Regions from separate parts of the Zea mays genome. Here region 2 is linked to region 1. The links are chromatin contacts, called in public Hi-C maps. All regions are on one chromosome and are shown on one strand. The core of a region is the stretch at or near the end of the contact, and the rest is flanking DNA. Distances in the headings are between cores, read along the strand shown.

Region 1 (4,833 bases), core at 1,100-3,599:
GATTGCGTGAGCGGCGGATTGACGGGCGGGGATTTGGGGGACTGCGGGCGAGGGGACTGTGGCTCCCCGACCGGCGGATTGCGTGAGCGGCGGATTGACGGGCGGGGATTTGGGGGACTGCGGGCGAGGAGACTGCGGGCGCCGGAGCGTACAGCGCGATGGCAGAACCAACGTTTGTGGACGCCTACAGTCCACACATATAGAGTAGTAGAGATTGGCCATAACGGGGGGAGGGGGACAAGTTTTTATTTAAAACTATTTGTAGGAACAAAACATGTGTTTAAGTTCTTAAGTTTTGAAATTTAAAATCCAATTATTTTTTTCTTGGAACGGCCTTGACACGATCTTTTATATTCAATCCAATAGAAAAAAATATTCTGATATTTTATAGTGTATAAATCAAAGCAGAATGTTAACGTTCAAAAGTATCGAGTATCCTTTAGCGGAAACAATATTGGATAGTGCCTACGAGCGAATAACAATATTGAAAGGCCTCCAATCCAATTACAATTACAATAGTTTGGCCACTTCGCAACGACGTAGAAACATGTGGCCAGGAGATTTGGAGCATTATATTATATGGCGCCAAGCCGCCAACCCAGGGGAGCTTGTGGTCAGACTAGCCGCAGCGGTGGACGCTGCCCCTCCCCCTCCCCTTGCATGCGGCGCGTAGGGAGCACCCTATGGCCACAGCGGTGTCTCCTACAGCGCTATTACATGTCGGTCCCCTTCTCTCTCCCCCCAGATCTAGCGTGTCACTATTCATCATTCTAAACACTATGCTGTGGGTCCACGAGTAATTGTTAGTAGATAAAAAATTGATAGTTGATATAGAAAATGATATTTTATAGTGGTAGTGGAGTATATGGGGAGTGTTTAGGAGGGGAACCGCTGCGGGAGATAAAAAAATAGGGAAGAAATAGGGGGAAAAGTGATATATGGGGAAAAATTTAGAGATAACGGTTGCGGATAGCCTTAGTGACCGCCCACTTAGCTCAGATCCTTCCTGGTCCTGCTTCTCGGAGGCTCGCCGCGTGTCAGGCAGGCCCCATGGACGACCGCGGCTTCCGGCTTTCCGCCCGCAGTGGAGCGCCGCGTGTTGCGTGCCGTTTAAAGCGCACCTGCAACAGTGGCAGTGCGCCGCTTTTATCTGATCCGCAGTGGAGCGTCAGCCCAGCAGCCAGCACCTTTTTTTTAAGGCTCTCTTACAATGTCGCGAGATAAACTTTATCAGTTTTTTTAATTACTTTTAGCTATTTGTAATCTAAACAGGAGAGCTAATGGTGGTAATTGAAACTAAACTTTAGCACTTCAATTCATATAGCTAAAGTTTAGCATGAAGCTAAAGTTTATCCCGTGAGATTGGGCCTTATTATCCGTGCAGTTGTCCACGTAGCGTGGCAGCCGCCACGCTCCTATCGCTCCAAAATTGAGAGTCTAGGATATTTACCCGATTGTCTATGGCCCCGTTTCAATCTCACGGGATAAACTTTAGCTTTTTGCTAAACTTTAGCTATATGAATTGAAGTGCTAAAATTTAGCTTCAATTACAACCATTAGCTCTCCTGTTTAGATTACAAATGGCTAAAAATAGCTAAAATAAAGCTGCTAAAGTTTATCTCGCGAGATTGGAACAGGGCCTAATATGGCCACGAATTTAGAGGCTAGGGATATTTTAGGCCCCGTTTCAATCTCACGGGATAAACTTTAACTTTCTGCTAAACTTTAGCTATATGAATTGAAGTGCTAAAGTTTAGCTTCAATTACCACTATTAGCTCTCCTGTTTAGATTATAAATGGCTAAAAGTAGCTAAAAAAGCTGCTAAAGTTTATCTCGCGAGATTGGAACATAACCTTATTTTTTGCTTTCCTCAAGCATCATTTTAGTCATTCGAGTTACCTCTTTTTTAGTAACTGCGTCCCACTCACACGTGCGAGCCAGGCACGCAGAGAAAGGCCATTTAACCGGGTCTATAGGACCATGTTTCAATTGTTAACGATATGAATTAGATAGTATTGAATCGGTTTAAATTCATATTAAATCTAAATTCATCTCAATCAATTCTAATACACTTTAATCCATATGATATTAAAATAATCTAACAACAAATCCTTCCAACTCAATTCTCGAATCCCCACCGGATGCCACGACAAAGAAAAAAAAAAGAGCCGAGAAAATCGCAGCCACGAGAAGGGAAGGTGGGAGAAGAACGAGGGAAAGTGGAAAAATCCCGTCCGATGTGGCAAACTTGTCCATGCTCTTTTTCTCCCGTCCCGTCCTTCCTCTTGTCTTCTCCAGACCCCACCCCAGTGCAAATCTGCCCCTACGTGAAACGTTCCCCTCCTCTCCTCGCCCTCCTTGCGCAGGTTGAGGCCCGAGGTGTAGTGCAAGGTGGCGACCTCTCGGCGGCTTGGGTCGGATTGTTTTCGGGAAGTTTGGTCTCCAGTGACCCGAGCACTGGAGATGCCCTGTTTGGAGGTAACATCTACGATCTCGCGTTGCTTGTATTGTTTTCCTGGCCCGGCTGGGAGAAAGATCGTATCGAGGTTGAAATTCACTCGAGCCGAAGCCCCCGATTGGTTTGAATGGTGTAATCGCCTTCTTGTCGGGGAGGGGGGGTCTGAATCGTGGATCGATGTTTCCTCTGCTTCCCGCAGCAAATTCCGATGGCGACCGGCGAGACCGCCGTGGATCGTCGCGAGGACCCCCGCGACATGGATTTGTCAGGGGAGGAGCACGTGCGGCCCAAGGTACAGCGGCGGCTGCAGATTCCGTGGCGATCCGCGTGTTCTCACTCTTTTCTCCCACGCTTGCCTGACCAGGCGCGGAAGCCGTACACGATCACGAAGCGGCGGGAGAGGTGGACGGAGGAGGAGCACGGTCGGTTCCTCGAGGCCCTGCAGCTGCACGGTCGCGCCTGGCGCCGCATACAAGGTACCCAGCCGCGGAGCCGCCCTTCTCGTTCCTTCTTCATCAGGACGAGGAGACGCACTCACACTCTTCTTCTGCGTGCGTGCGTGCGTGCAGAGCACATCGGCACCAAGACTGCCGTGCAAATCCGGAGCCACGCGCAGAAGTTCTTCACCAAGGTCGTGTTGGCGTAACCATTCGCCTCTCTCTCTCTCCCTGTCCCATTGTAATTGTAAACAAAACGAATCCATTCGTCTCTGCCATGAACAAAAAACAAAACGATGGTCCACTCCACTCGCTACTAGAGCAGACGTCGGTCGGCTTACACCACACCTTTTCTGATGTCGGAATCGCGTCGTGTGCTGAAGGTGGTCCGAGAATCGTCGCCAGGAAGCAACGCCTCCGCGGGCGCCGCGCCGGCGATCCAGATCCCCCCGCCGCGCCCCAAGAGGAAGCCGGCACACCCTTACCCGCGCAAAGCGGACGGCGCGGCCAAGAAGCCCGCGCCGGAGCTCAAGCGGCTGGAGAAGACGTCCCTGCGCGACCGGGTCCGGGACGAAGGGTCGCCGACGTCGGTGCTTGCCTCGGCGCGCACGGCGTTACGAGCGGAGGTGTCGGGCAGCGTGGTCGCGAACAGCTCGAGCGCCAGCAGGTCGCCAGCCCTGTCTGACGCCGGTTCCAACGAGCGTGGCGACGGCGGCGGCTCGCTGGCCTCCTCGGTGGACCGGGAGGACGGCTGCGCATCGCCAAGGACGAGAGCGCCATGTACCAAGGTACAGTACAAATGCTAACTTATTCGGTTGTTTCGTTCTTGGGCAGATAGGAGAAATTTGCTGTTTTGCCACTCTCAAATTTGGTTGCCTGTTATTATACCATCCCGTGTCTATGACTGGTGGGACCGTCTGTGTCTATGATTTGTGGGTCTGATAGCATACTGGCGAAGCCCACAAATGATAATGGCAAAATTGCCAATGGCTCGGCAGATAGGCAGCACTGTCTCTGTACGTCTCAATTTCAGATAAAGGGCCTGTTTGGTTCGTGGCTAACTATGTCACACTTTGCCTAAGGTTAGTCGTTCGAATTGAAGAACTAACCTTAAGCAGAAAAGTTAGGCAAAGTGTGGTAAGTGAGGCTGCGATCCAAACATACCCAAAGACTACAAGGTCATGCAAACAAAACAAAACAAAAACGTGACCTGATTCAAAAGAATTGCCATCTGGCAGTTGTGACATACTTGTTTAAACGTGGATCTCAGGTGCTCTGTGATGCACACGAAGTGTCGCGTCTAGGATCGGGAGCTCCAGTCGTGAAGCTGTTCGGAAACAAGGTCGTCGTGGTGAAAGTGAAAGACCTGGAAACGGACACTCCGCCTGCGAGCGTTGCCGAGGCAGCCAGAAACGGGAGCCCTACTAACGGTGCCGCAGGAGCGAGCTCGTGGAAACCGTGGCCGGAGCTCACGTGCCTCGTTCCCCGGCGGGACGGCTTCGCGGCGCAACCCATCGTGAGCCCGCCGTGCGCGGTGTTCTACTACCCGCAGGCTTCGGCTCAGGAGCACCAGCAAGCTTCAGAGCCGCTGGATCACAGACGCGCGCAGAGGGAAGGGTCGTCGCCGACAGGTTCGAGCGTGGCCTCCAGCGCCGCCGCGGAGTCCCGCCACGGTCCCGGGCAAGAGAACGCCAGCGACGGCTACGCGGCGCTACGGGCCGCAATCCCGAGGCCGACCAAGCGCGCGAGCTCGGCTTCCTTCGGCGGGAGAGGGTTCGTGCCGTACAAGCGGTGCGCGGCCGAGAGCGAGGCGGCGCGGCCGGTGGCACTGGCACTGGCACCCGGAGAGGAGGCCGACGGCGACCTGACGAGGCTGTGCTTGTGACAAGAGCTGAAGGCTGCAATGCACATGCTCTCTGCTGAAACAGGTAACCCGC
Region 2 (4,591 bases), core at 1,371-3,870, 390 kb before region 1:
TCCTCCTCTACGTCACCTCTGTCGCTAAGATGACGCCACAGTCTTTGATATAGTAGTCGTCGAACGCGCGCGACATGGCGAGTACCGATGACTTTTGGCTGGGCTGCTAAACGAAGTGCACCCCGGGCTCATCAGCGAGGTAGTACACCTAGCCGTTGCACCTCCGGATATGCTACTCCTCTACATACATATTGTTCGAGGACACTCACATAACGTCAACAACAGCCGTCGTCCCAGCGCACAAGAATTCATGGTCGACCAGTAGTGACTTACGTGGCCGGTTGAGCTTCAGGTGGATGATGAGCTAGATGGTGTGACAGCGCCATTGTCGGATGCGGTGCCCAGAACAACCCGAGAGTCGCCGGCGTTGGCGACGACTATGAGGTCCCCCGTTTGAATATGGACAGCGGTGTAGCCGCTCTGGACCGCGTCCAAGCGACGGCTGCGTCGGAGTTTGCCGAACATAGCGACACATGCAGCCAAGTAGGACTGCTTCCAGAGGTTGAATTGACAGTCGTCAAGGTTCTTCTCATCGTCGATGAGCGACGTCAACGCGAGCGCCTCCTGCCAGTGGTGTTTGTTCGGGGTTTCTAAGTAAGAAATATGGATTCATCTTTGGCTTTGGTTTATAAAAATGACTCACAAGTCAGATCCATAGAAAAAATATTACGGAAAATAAATGTCACATATATAAAAAAAGAATTTAAGTTGAAAACGTATTCAAACAAAAGAAATTGCATGCAAGGCTCTTCTTTAAATACTACTCTCTCCATCTAAAAATATAATTCGGGAATCTCGTTGATAATTATCTACTACTACACATTGTGTAAGGGTAGCAGGTGGGCTTTGAGAGAATAGGAATGACAGCCGGGAATGAGAATGAGCTTTGAAGGAGGACGGGGAGGAGAGAATGGGAATGATAGAACACGGAATGACAGTCTAATCCTTACTGATTTAATAGGTAGTAGAGATAGTCGATACAAGCCGAATATGTCCGATGGACGAACGCCTTGTGGCTCGTAGTTGGGTCGTCACGGCCCATGGCACGGACACCGCCCCATGCAAGCCAAGCGAAATTGACGGTGACGGGTGGGTGACGCAGGCCAGCTCGGCCGGCCACTCTGACTCCGCGTGCTCTGCTAGCAACTGTTTCTCTAGTGGAGCAGCTGGAGCCAGTTCAGTGCAGTGCACCGGCACCGACCGGCCCTCCGTCTGTCTCGTCGTGTGTGTGTGTGTGTGATCAATCAGTAAGCAGTACACATCATCCGTGTGCGTGCGTGCCGCGCCAAGGGCATGTGTACGGTGTACCCTCGCCAGCACGTCGGCAGCAACTCGGCGTCGTGCACCTGCTGCCATGCGTTTGGCGGCTTGGCGGTCCCTCCCGGGTAATGAACTGTCCGCTTACGATGCGATGCGATGCAAGAATCAGCGGGCTATAAATAAGCACTATCGCATCACACTGTGAGGTGTTGTGTCTCCCTCCAGCCAGCCACCTGTCGCCGCCCCCCTGTTGCACCAGATGACCAAAAGACGCCGGCGCGGCCGGTGACGTACGTAGCTCCGAACTTTTCTTGCACGCGATATAATAACCATACGTACACATACAGACGGATCAACATTTCGTAAAGCAACATTCAGCGTCTCCACATCACACGATACTGCACTAGTCATCTTGATTATTATTATTTTTATTGTTCCATGTACGTGCGGTTTACATGGACCAGCAATCAACGCAACCAGCAGCACCACCGGACGGTCCCAAGGTTTTCTCTTAAAAAAAACGCAAACCCGGCCGTGTACACGAAATTGATGCCCTCCGGTGGCGCGTCTCGTAAACGCAGAGGAAAAAAGAAAAAAAGAAAAATGCCATGCGCGGCAGACACAGGCTGTCCCTGAGTGAGAGACCCCCCTCGGGGTCACAGGGCCAGGACGGAGCCGGCCCGGACCTTGCCGCGCCTCTGCGGGCCTTCCGCTTCCCTGGCGGTCAGCAGGGCCCCACGTGACACCGCCCTGGCCTTGGCCTTGGCCTTGGCCTTCGCCGCCGCCGCCTCGTCCGCCGCCATCTGCGCGCTCCTGCACTCGTCGCTGCAGAACGCCGTGTCGCCCCTGTTCGCCCCCATGCATCATGGCTCACGGCTGGTGAGGGCGCCGTTTCGAATACAGCGATCAGGGGAAGGAAGAGGGACAGGGGAGACAGCGGGTGCCGCGTTATTTTTTACCTGTACATGAAGATGTCGCGGTTGCCGGCGAGCGGCTTCCGGCAGAGGAAGCACGCGTCCAAGAAATGCGCGCCGCGCCCGGATCCTCCCATGGATGGACGATTCTCTCTCTGTCAGTCACCCTCTGGGCTCTGGCCTCGGACGCCGAGCGCCGCCACCGGCCGGCTGCTAGAGAGCAATACGGATCCCGACTCCACGCGCGGGGCCACGCGCCCGCACTACCACCGCACCCTCGGCCGTCCCGGCGAGCCGATCGTGGGGGGCTCTCTCTTCCTCCTCGCCTCCGCCTGTGCAGGCTGCAGCTGCGAATCGTCCGTGCTCTTTTTTCTTTTTCCCTCCGACTCTGGCGGTGCTTGCTTCCTCGCGCGTCCGCGTCAAATGCGTGGTGATGCTTGGTGGGGAGGCAAGGCAAGGCGGAGCTGCTGCCGTTTAATAATGCCGGAGCCCGGCCCCGGAGGCAGCAGAAGCCAGGACGAAGGAACCGCGTGGATGTCGCCCTGGCCCCGCCTGTCAGCGTGTGTGGAGGTGGAGGCCGGCGCGCTGGTCACGGCCGGGGTGCGGATCCGCGGATCCCACGCTCGCGATTCGTCCACTCGCTGCGCTCCAGCTTTCTCGTCAGAACTGTCACGGTGTCGCGGGGGTCGTTTTCAGTAGTTAGCCCCACTTGCCAGCGAGATCCTGTTGGGAACAGGTTACGACTCGGCAGACTCGCGACGAATTTCCCGGCAAGTAGCCATACCATATCATGGGCACGTTTGTTTTAGTTTTTTTTCTTCAATAATTTTTTTGAAAAAAATCTAGCTATAAAGAGAATCTAGAAAGAATTCAAGTAAAAAACATATCTGAAGGAGGTGTTGAATAATTAGACAAATTCCAGATTAAATTTCGAATATAAATTATGATCAAATCACAAAAACTGAAGTAAAAAGTCAAATCAGATGATGCGTACTGATTAGACATACTGATAGATGGCGCGCGCCGGAATCAGCAGGGTCGACAACGTCGAAGTAGCGAAATCAGTAGGGTCGACGAGGTCAGAAGACCACGAGCAGTCGCGTGAAGACGCTTCCCAAAAACCTTATTCGCCCTCTCCGAGTGCAGGATCTAGAAGGCGAAGGGTCCCAGAGACCTGCTCTCCTGATCGCAGATGCACGCCTGCGGTCGGGATGAAGAGAATTGGAAGGCGGCTCAGCTGTGAAGAGAGGCGAAAGCGAAACTGGGATGATTTGGATGCTGGCTATCGGGCTCCTTTTATAGGGCCGAGTCCGCGACTAGATAGCTAACTCCGATCTTATCCGCCCACGAGAATCTCGCGTTCAGTTTAGATTTTATAGCGATCAGTTAGGATTCTAAACGTAACAGCCAAGTAACCAAAAATTCAAACGGCAAAAAGGAGGCCATGCCTCCGCAAGGCGAGGGGCCGGATTTCGGCGGACCATTCACGCGCATGTCGTGCGCCCACGCCCTTCGCCCCGGCCAGGCCAGGCCAGGCGAGCGAGCGCGCGCGTGTGGCTCTCCACACTCTCTCCTCTCATCCATGACTTGGTGAGTGAGTGTGACTTCCATATTTAAGCTAGCTCTACTCTACTAGAACTAGCAATATGGTGCTATTGGTTCCACCTATTCCCTAGTCATACACTTATATGGGCTTTTGAGATTTTCCTGGGATTTATTTGAATTTCTCAATTGGGCCTAGCCCATAAATCCTAACAATCCCCCACCAGATCTCAAATGCCCATTTGCAGTTTTCGCCACTGTTCACTACTGTTTAATATACTAGTTTTTCAGCAGAGACTGTTAAGTTGAACTTCCGCCTAGAACTCTAAGCTACACTAACCCACAACTTGAACAATGGACTATGCCTTGAATTGTAAGTTTTGCGTGAATGGGTTTCACTTGAAGTCATGACCAGTACTTGGCTATCAGTAGTTCCCTTCTCGGGCTGAGCATATACGTCGTACTCCAAGGTCTCTTCATGAGTTTACTAGAGATCACCCAGATCTCATAGACTGCGACGTTAGACAGTCTAACTCATATAGGTGTGTTCTTTCAGGAATGTTCTGTAGGACAACATCTTTACTAATACAAGCCAACAGAACACATTAAGGCACAAAGCCAACCTGCCTTACAGCATTTGAGAGTATTGCATCTTTACTTAGAGAGGGTCAAAAGTTACTCTCCTCAGTTCACCAATGGCTTGTTCTTTCTAGGACCTAATTCACGGGATCTCCGATCACATAGACTGGGTTTCCACCATGGCAACTTTATTCGGGTCTCATACCCATCTCTCTTGATGCGAATTCTATCACATTACGTGGTAGTCCCTTGGTAAAAGAATCTGCCAGATTTTTATCTGTTGAAATAAAAGTCAC

The links. Hi-C and Micro-C count contacts between places; a contact is called where the count stands out from the background.
Region 2: a contact with region 1 is called in a Hi-C map of ear, with 2.5 times the contacts expected there. The contact joins the promoter of LOC100278490 here to the promoter of LOC100273616 in region 1. A contact is called at or near these places in 2 of 25 Hi-C or Micro-C datasets (bundle sheath and ear).

Annotation. Positions count from the first base shown.
Region 1 is chr4:161,834,343-161,839,175 of Zm-B73-REFERENCE-NAM-5.0, reverse strand. It overlaps LOC100273616, which reads left to right and starts at 2,349. Exons shown (of 5, transcript NM_001148032.1): 1 at 2,349-2,479; 2 at 2,659-2,751; 3 at 2,824-3,090; 4 at 3,280-3,684; 5 at 4,167-4,833. The coding sequence starts at 2,465. The coding sequence ends at 4,781.
Region 2 is chr4:162,229,659-162,234,249 of Zm-B73-REFERENCE-NAM-5.0, reverse strand. LOC100278490 reads right to left here and starts at 2,620. Exons shown (of 2, transcript NM_001151752.2): 1 at 2,220-2,620; 2 at 1,657-2,106. The coding sequence starts at 2,311. The coding sequence ends at 1,917.